Linked DNA regions of Canis lupus: region 2 is linked to region 1. The links are chromatin contacts, called in public Hi-C maps. All regions are on one chromosome and are shown on one strand. Each heading gives the region's core, a stretch centred on a gene start, on an enhancer-like site or on the middle of the called end of the contact. The rest is flanking DNA. Distances are from core to core; before and after follow the strand shown. Region 1 has its middle 3.2 kb from the start of MIR143. Region 2 holds the start of IL17B (interleukin-17B).

Evidence for each region. A called contact is a pair of places that touch in the nucleus more often than the background predicts.
Region 2: a contact with region 1 is called in a Hi-C map of amygdala, with 3 times the contacts expected there. The contact joins the promoter of IL17B here to the enhancer-like site in region 1. A contact is called at or near these places in 3 of 9 Hi-C or Micro-C datasets (amygdala, blood and skin fibroblasts).

What each region holds. Positions count from the first base shown.
Region 1 is chr4:60,450,299-60,454,135 of UU_Cfam_GSD_1.0, forward strand. No RefSeq gene overlaps it. Among named protein-coding and RNA genes, the nearest start is that of MIR143, 3.2 kb to the left of the region's middle. Within about 2 kb of position 2,178, at least 2 of the 20 cell types and tissues checked have an H3K27ac peak or open chromatin away from gene starts, as enhancers often do.
Region 2 is chr4:60,488,374-60,492,049 of UU_Cfam_GSD_1.0, forward strand. It overlaps IL17B (interleukin-17B), which reads left to right and starts at 2,103. Exons shown (of 4, transcript XM_038535067.1): 1 at 2,103-2,660. The region is part of intron 1 of LOC111095596 (a long non-coding RNA gene); the gene reads right to left.

The sequences.
Region 1 (3,837 bases), core at 928-3,427:
ATTTTCTTCTTGAGACCTGGCTTGGGTGGGAACCTCTGCGAGCAAGCAGGCAGGGCCACCTCTGTTCCTCCTGGGCACCCCCAGAAGACTTTCCTGCTTTGCTGGGTGTCTACGGTGGTGGCCTTGATACCAGATGACAGATACTTTCAGAGTTATATGAAGGCCTAAGGGGGTGGGTAGCCTTTCTTAGGGCTGGAAGAAAGCAAAACAAAACAAAACCTCCTCCTTGAAAAAAAAGTGTCTCCTATGCCTCTCCTAGAAATCTGAAATCTGGCCTTGAGCTGAAGAGTGTCTCTCTCCAGTCTGCCACTTGAGGGCAGGTCAGTCCCCATGGCCTCCTGAGGAGGACAGTCCCTTCCTGAGGTATTCCCAGCCCAAGAAATGCCTTTCTCTCATCTGGAGTTCTCCCGTAGGAACTCTCTCCAGAGCGCATTTGGCTGGGGAGTGAGTCCGATGGGGGGGTCCCACCTCGGGGGTCCTAGACAGCCCACAGCCTGTCCACTGTGCTCCACTCTGGGATGGGCCCCCACCAGCCCCGCGAGGGAACATGCTCGGCCTGACCAACTTGGAGGTTTCAGTACGAAGCCGGTGGGGCAGGTGGGGGGTGGGGGTGGTTCTTGACAAAGTGACAAACTTCCATGGCCAGAAACCAAGCTGATAAAGCCAGCCTCCTGCATTCCTCGATGCACAACTGTTTCCAAAGCCTTCACCGGACCACCTCTGGCGCCCTGCATGAGCAGTTCTGCAGAATCTGCGGGCCTCAGTCCTACCTGTGGAAGACAGTGATGCAAGCTTTTCCCCTCCATCAGTTTGCTTTCTATTTACGAGGAAGGGCGAGAAAGCCTGTTTGGTGCTCTCTTGTCTCTGAGGCTTTCCCAGCTCCTGCTCATTTCCCTTCGGCCTCAGACCTCAGGCCTCAGGCCCAGGGCCTCACAAGCCACCGCACTGGGGCGAAGGGTAACCACACTGTTCCCTTCTTGCTGCTTATCTTACCTTCGTCTCCTCGTTATGGCCAGTGTCAGAGTTTTTCACGGACATACGCGGGTACACATGACTCATCTTAAATGTAGAGGTACTGTGATTGTTTGCAGATAGAGGAAAAAAATACAGAAGGGGGTATCTGAGTGGCTGTGGTTTGGTTCCCATCGCATTTAACCTTTGGCCCAGCTGGTGTCACCTCCACGTGGAGGACCAGGATGGAAGGGAGATGGTTCCACGGTCACAGCCCCTCTTGGACCAGGGGAGTTGAGAGCTATTTCCGGCATGGGGCTCGGAATATTGTTGCAAAGATAGCGCCTCTCCCGGGTATGGAGACGGGAGGTAGATGGGAGGCAGGCCCACGTTCCTGTGGGAGAAACTCTGACGCAGAGGCAGGGGCTTGTTGACAGCCTTTGACCCGGGCACTCTAATTGCCTCCTTCTCCTCTGGCTATGGGCTGTGTGGTTCTGTTCCCTTGTACCTAGAAAAATCTGGTGATGCTGTCTGTAATGAGAACAGCGGTTTATTGGCTATTTTAATTGTGCTAACCCCCTTGTACCCCCAGGCTCTGTGGGAAAGGAATTTCCCAAGGCCTTGGAGTTAGGAGCTGAGCTGGGTTCTTAACTCAGAGCAGCCAGGGCCAGCACCCTCACTGTAACCTCTAGGCTGAATGTCTCCTCCCCCCGCCACTTTACCAATCCTTTGGGTTCGGGACAGGGTCTAACCATTTCACCTGACCCTTCAGCAAACCTAGGGCGTCTTCCGCCTGCAGAGGGGACGTGGCACTGAAGCTGACCCTGCCCCTGCCCTGGAGGAGCGCCGTCAGGCTGAGATAGAGGGGAAATGTCCCTGGCAAGGTGAATAGGGGGCAGACCCGAGGGCCACAACACAAGAGAGAGACAAGGTCTCAGAAGACAGAGAGCCCTCCCCCGCCGCCCCCCCTCCCCTTTGGGAAGCTGGGATGGCTTCCTGGAGGAGGAGGTGGCAGGCTGGGAGGAGGGGCACGGAGGCAGGAAGGGTGTCCTCTTGGCTCTCTGGCCCTGGGAACTCTTCCCTTGAGTCTTTCTTACTTGCCCAGCAGGCAGACACTGCTGACCCTGACCCCTAGTCTCCGCTGAATGAGAAGGGGGTCGGTAGCCCCACGAGAGGCTCCTTCCTACTCCTGGTCCCCAGTCCGGGGGGCAGGGGGCCTTGTGGGATACCCGACTTTGATCACCAGCTGCTGTGGTCACGTCTCCTGGCTCTCGCGGCTCCATATCCCCTTTGCCCAAGGACACGGTTGAACAGGTGGCCTTAGACTCTTACAGGGCAGATTCTTACCTGGTGCCGGCTGTTGGCAGTCTGGGGGGCTGCTCCCAGAGAATGGGCCGATTCCCCCTCCCTGCTCCTCACTGTCTTCAGGAAATGTCGCTGAGCCCAGCCAGTGGGGGGAACCTCTGTCTTCTTGGGAAGCTCCAGGAGGCTGGGAAGGAGAAAATAAACAGTGGCTGTCTGGGTTTTCTCGCCAGGCCTGAGTGAGGAGGCCTCTCTGGCTCCTTCCCTTATATGGCCAAGCCGCTCCGGGCTGGGAGCCCGTCCCTGTGCTCCCCCACCCTCCACCACCACTGAGGGCTGGGGGCCACGGTTGGTCACCTGGGACTCTGCTGCTGCAGAGGCCAGAGCAGAGCTGGAGGTGGAGGGTGGGACCCAGGTCCTGTCCCCATAGTTACCTATATAGGCTGGCCGCCTGGCCTGGCCTCTAGGCCACTTGGGGTAGAGCCAGTGGGGAGGATTTATACTGAGGTGAGGGGTAGGGGAAGGGGGTCCGTACCTGGTCCCGACTTAACCCCCAACTCACTGAGTGATCTTGGTCAAGCCCTTTCCCTCTCCTGCCTCTGTTTCTCCCTGTGTCAAATGGGAGTATGGAAAGTACTGATTAATCCTTACAGAGCTAAATAAATAAATAAATAAAGTTAAAAAAAATCCTTACAACGCCACAAAGGGGGAACTTTTGTACCTCCACTTCACAGAAGGGAAAACAGGCCTGAAGAGGCCAGCTGGCCCCAGCTATCCAGCTAGAAAGGGAGCAAGGCAGGTTTGAACTTGGGGCTGACTTCAGGGTCTGTGTTTTGAATGGGCTGACTGCTAAGGCTGCTCTCAGTGATAATACTCAGCCGCTCACATGCATCATATGGAAATGGCATCTGCTGGGACTGCTCCCCAGGAAGACCAGGGAGGCCCCAGAGCCCAAGCCCAAGGGAGACTGTCCTGTTTAGCAGTGGGGGTATCAAGCTGTTCATCTGAGGGCTCCCAGTACCCCACACAGGGCTGGAGCAGACTCAGGGCTCAGAAAAGGGAAGTTGTGGAATCACTGAATAGCAAAGCTCAATAGTCACATCTGTGCTACAGGCATCATCTCCCAGTCCCAGGCCCACTCTGAGGAATGAACAAAACAATGGATGAGAAAGCCCTGAGATGTCACTTTTATAATGGGCATCGTCTCCCTGTTCATAAGTTCATTTTCCCTGTGAAGTGCCTGCCTGTGTCTGGTCCCCCAGGCTATTGTCTTCTGAGCTGACCAGTTCTCACTTGTCCAGCTGTGGGATGGAGGATCCAGGGTGGATCTGCTCGGGGTCTGGGCTCCCGGCCCTGGCGGCAGTGATCGTGGGAGAGGCAGCGGGAGGGGAGGAGGGGGTGGGGTGCTGGGAACAGCTCAGAAACAAGCCTTGCACAAGCACCGACATCCTGTGTGCTCTTGAGCTAGCCCATCCATCATCCTGGCATCCTCTCAGACCCTCTTCCTGGGGCCCAGGGGCAGGTCTCCGGGACTGAGGACGGACTGTCAGCGTGGCCGAGAGACCGCAGCTGGCAGCTCTGCAG
Region 2 (3,676 bases), core at 853-3,352, 38 kb after region 1:
CTGGCTGCTAGGCAGAAGGGAGGCCTTAGCCACCCAGTCCCAGAACACAAGTCCACCTCTTGAGTCCTACCCTGACTCCCATTCCCTTGACTGCCCCCCATGGGGGAGGAGGCATTGGCACCTGGCCTGGGCAGAGGATCATGTGGATGTGGCGGTCCCTCTGCACATCTCAGGGGCCGCCGTTTGCCCAGGCCTTTCCCTTTTTTGAGAACTGGGAGCTTGCTGGCTGGGTCTGTTCCCACCAACAGTGTTCCCGTCCAGGGAGCTTAAAATAGTGCCTCTTGGCTGGGGCTCTGGAGTGAGCAGTGAGGCAGGCATTTGTGCAAATATGGGCCTGGGAGAAAGACTCCTACCCAGGAGGGTGGCGGGCGGGGTGGGCAGCATGGCAGGAGAGCCAAGACCTCCTGTGGAGGATGCGCCCTCCTGGCCACAGCCCCCTCCATCTCGCAGCAGAGGCGCCTGTTAGTCTCCTGCCTCCCCAGACCTTACTGGGCCGCTCGGGCAAGTCTTTACACTGAATCCCACAGGTCCTCCTGGCTCTAGGGTGGGCCCGTTGGAAACAGGGCCGCTGCGTTCTTCAGCAGGTTCTATCCTTGTTCCCGCTGTACCATGCCCTTCCCACCTAAGAACATTCCAGAAGCAACCTTGAAGGCCCAAATCACTACCTGTTTTAACAAGAACAGTGACAACAACAGCAGCTACCTTTAATTAAGCATTTGCTTTTGTCGGGCACTCTGCTAACTGCTTTAACATGCATGATCTCATTTGATCTTCACAACGTTCCAGCCAGGCCAAGTTATAATCTCTACTGTGCAGAAGAACCTGAGGCTCAGAGAAGTCAAGTGACTGTCCCGAGGTCACACAGCTGTGAACTGGTAGAGGCGGGATTAAAACTCAGATCTGTGGATCTCTAGAGTCTGAACTCTTACCCCTGGGCTATCCCCCACCCCCTCTACAGGTCCCTGTGGCTCGGGCCTCCCATTTTCCATTCCAGCATTAACACTCCATATCGCATACAGCTGGCTTGAGGCAATGCATCAAATACCTTGTGAATGCCTACTACGTGCCAGGAACACTGCTGGGTGCCGTGCTCATGCCCTGGGAGCTCTCAGATCCTCTTGAGGACTCTGGTTTGGGCTTGGGCTCAGTGACCTCCCCAGCACTCATGGTCCAGTTCGTTTGAGGATGTCATGGGGAGGCCGAGGCAAGCATTGGCCCTCCTCCGTGACCAGCTGGACACCCCCTGCCCTCTCCTGGCTGTGACTCTCCTCTCCTTCCCCTCACTGCAGGGGACAGCATGTACACTAATCAGACAACCTTGCTTTGAATCCTCTGTGACTTTGGGCTCCCTGAGCCTCAGTTTCCCCGTTCGTAGATGAGGGATAAAATTAGGACCTCACCACAGGGTGGCTGGGAAGATTTACTGAAACAGTGCTCACGAAGGACTTAGCACAGTGCCTGGCAGTCAGTAAATAGACATTAAGCAGTAGCTATTATTATTACTAATTGTTATTTCCTGAAATTTCTGATGTCCAGCAGACAAACGCCTGGGGCCCAGCACATGGTGGATGCTCCAAGCGAAGGAATCATTCACACAGCAGACAGAAGCCTGCACCCCATCCTTGCCCCCCCCCCCTTGGCAGCCTGTGCCATTGCTGCTCTGACATGGGAGGTGTCCCTGGAGCTGGACCCTGACAGTAGGGTCGCTCGGGAGGCCAGAGGGCAGGCACAGGACCCATGCCCCGTCACCTGGTCCCCTCAGTTTCAGCGCCAGGGCCCATTCCAGGGAAGGGGCGGGGATGGTTCCCTCTGGGCATGCGACACTCTTCAGGGTTGTCTGGCTTTCTGGTGGCGCCACCTGGTGGCGAGCACAGCGCCGCTTCAAGGCGGGCCCTGCCGCCGAGGGCTCTGGTGGCCCTGAGCAAGACCACCCCCTGCCTCCCCCTTCCCAGCCCCCCCGCCCGGGGCCTCCGTTATGAGTGCCCACCACTTCCCGTGAAAGAAGACCTAAGGACCCCAACTTTGCTGTGGGGCAGAAACACTGACGCCCACGTTCTTAGGCCTCTCTCTCAGACCTAGGTTGGTCCCACTGTAGTCGGACAAGCTTCACACTCAGGACATCCCTGAGGGCAGATGACCCTTCGGTGGTTTTCTCGAGACCTAGGCTGGAGGAAGGGACTGCCTTCCAGGCCTGAGATGGCCCAGGAATGGGAAACCCACTGATGGTCACTGGGGCCCTCCGTGACTCCCCAAGCACCTGCCTGGGTACCCCCACAGGTGTCCCCCTCCCTACTGGGAGGAGTCTGGGGCCCCAAGTCCCAGCCTGGCCCCAAGCTGTCGGTATACGCTGCGAGGGAAGAAGAGACTGAGGCGTGCTCTAACTAGCCTCTCCTGACTCCGGCACTGATACTGAGGCCCAGCCCCACCTGCCCCCTTCTCCTCCCGTGCTGGAGTGGAGGTGGGGTGCGGGAATGTGGAGAGTGGGTGAGGACTCCTGTAGCTCCCAGACCGGCTCCTGTGAGGCGCAGATTCCCGGGCCTGCGTTGTCAGAGCGCCGAGGCCAGGACCCCGGAGTCTACGTTGACAAGCACCGAGCTGGAAGCCCAGACAGCTAAGTCCTGACTTTGGGATACAGAAGCAAGGGTGCATGTGGCCAGCAGGTAGGAGAGTGTGGTGGTTGCGGGGGGCCTGAGAAGCAGAGGACCCCCCTGGCAGCCAGGTCCCTATCTTTTCATTTCCCTTTCCGTGGATGCCGGCCGGGGTGGGGGGTGGGGTCCCCCCAGCTGCATGCTGCTCCCGCCACCCGCCAGCAGCAGCAGAGGGGTAGCAAGGAGGCTGCCCCCATCCCTCACCCCGTCACACTAGCTCGGAGGACAGTGGGGTGGGGCCGGGGCGGCCTGGGATGGGAGTGGGGGCCCTTGCTGCCTGAGGAGGTATTTTCAGAGTCCCCCTCCCTCTGGAGTTTCCAGTGATAGAATAGAGTCCTGTCTAGTATTTGACCAAATATGGTGGTATCTCTCGATGAGCTCCAGCCTCAGCCAGTTTCTCAGTTATGCTGTGGAAACCTGCCCCGGACAGATTAATCTTGTGACATTCGGCAGCGCGTCGCACTCTGTTCTCCCCCTCGGCCTATTCCTGTAAATGGCCAGGAGTGGCCCTGAGCGCCACGGTGCAGTCCTAGATGTTTGTTCATTCACCGTGTCCCTCCCTGTCCTCTGCACGCTCTCTCCTACCCTCCTCCGCTGCCCTGGGCGGACTGGCTCCCTCAAAGCAGGCTGGACTGTTCGGTTCGCTTGAGCGGAGAGACCTGGACCCTCGGGGCTGGCCAGTTCAGCGTGGGATTTCAGGACCCGTAGCCCCTGGGGTCACCCCAGCTCACCACACTGTGGCCGGAGCCTGTGAAGCCCGGAGCTCTCTCGGGGGGGCCCGAGGGGCAAGGAGGGAGAGTTGGCTGAGCGACGAGAACCACGCTGGCTCTCATGCTAATTAGAATAGCTAATGTTTGTAATAACAATTATGTGATTATTTCATCATAATCATTTTCGTCATAAACAGCTAAGTGTTTATTGAGCACTTACTACCCGCCAGGGACTGGGCCAGCTGTTTAACGTGGCTTATTTCCTTTCCTCCTTTGAACGGCCCCATGTGGTGGCCACTGTCATTACCCCCATTCTAG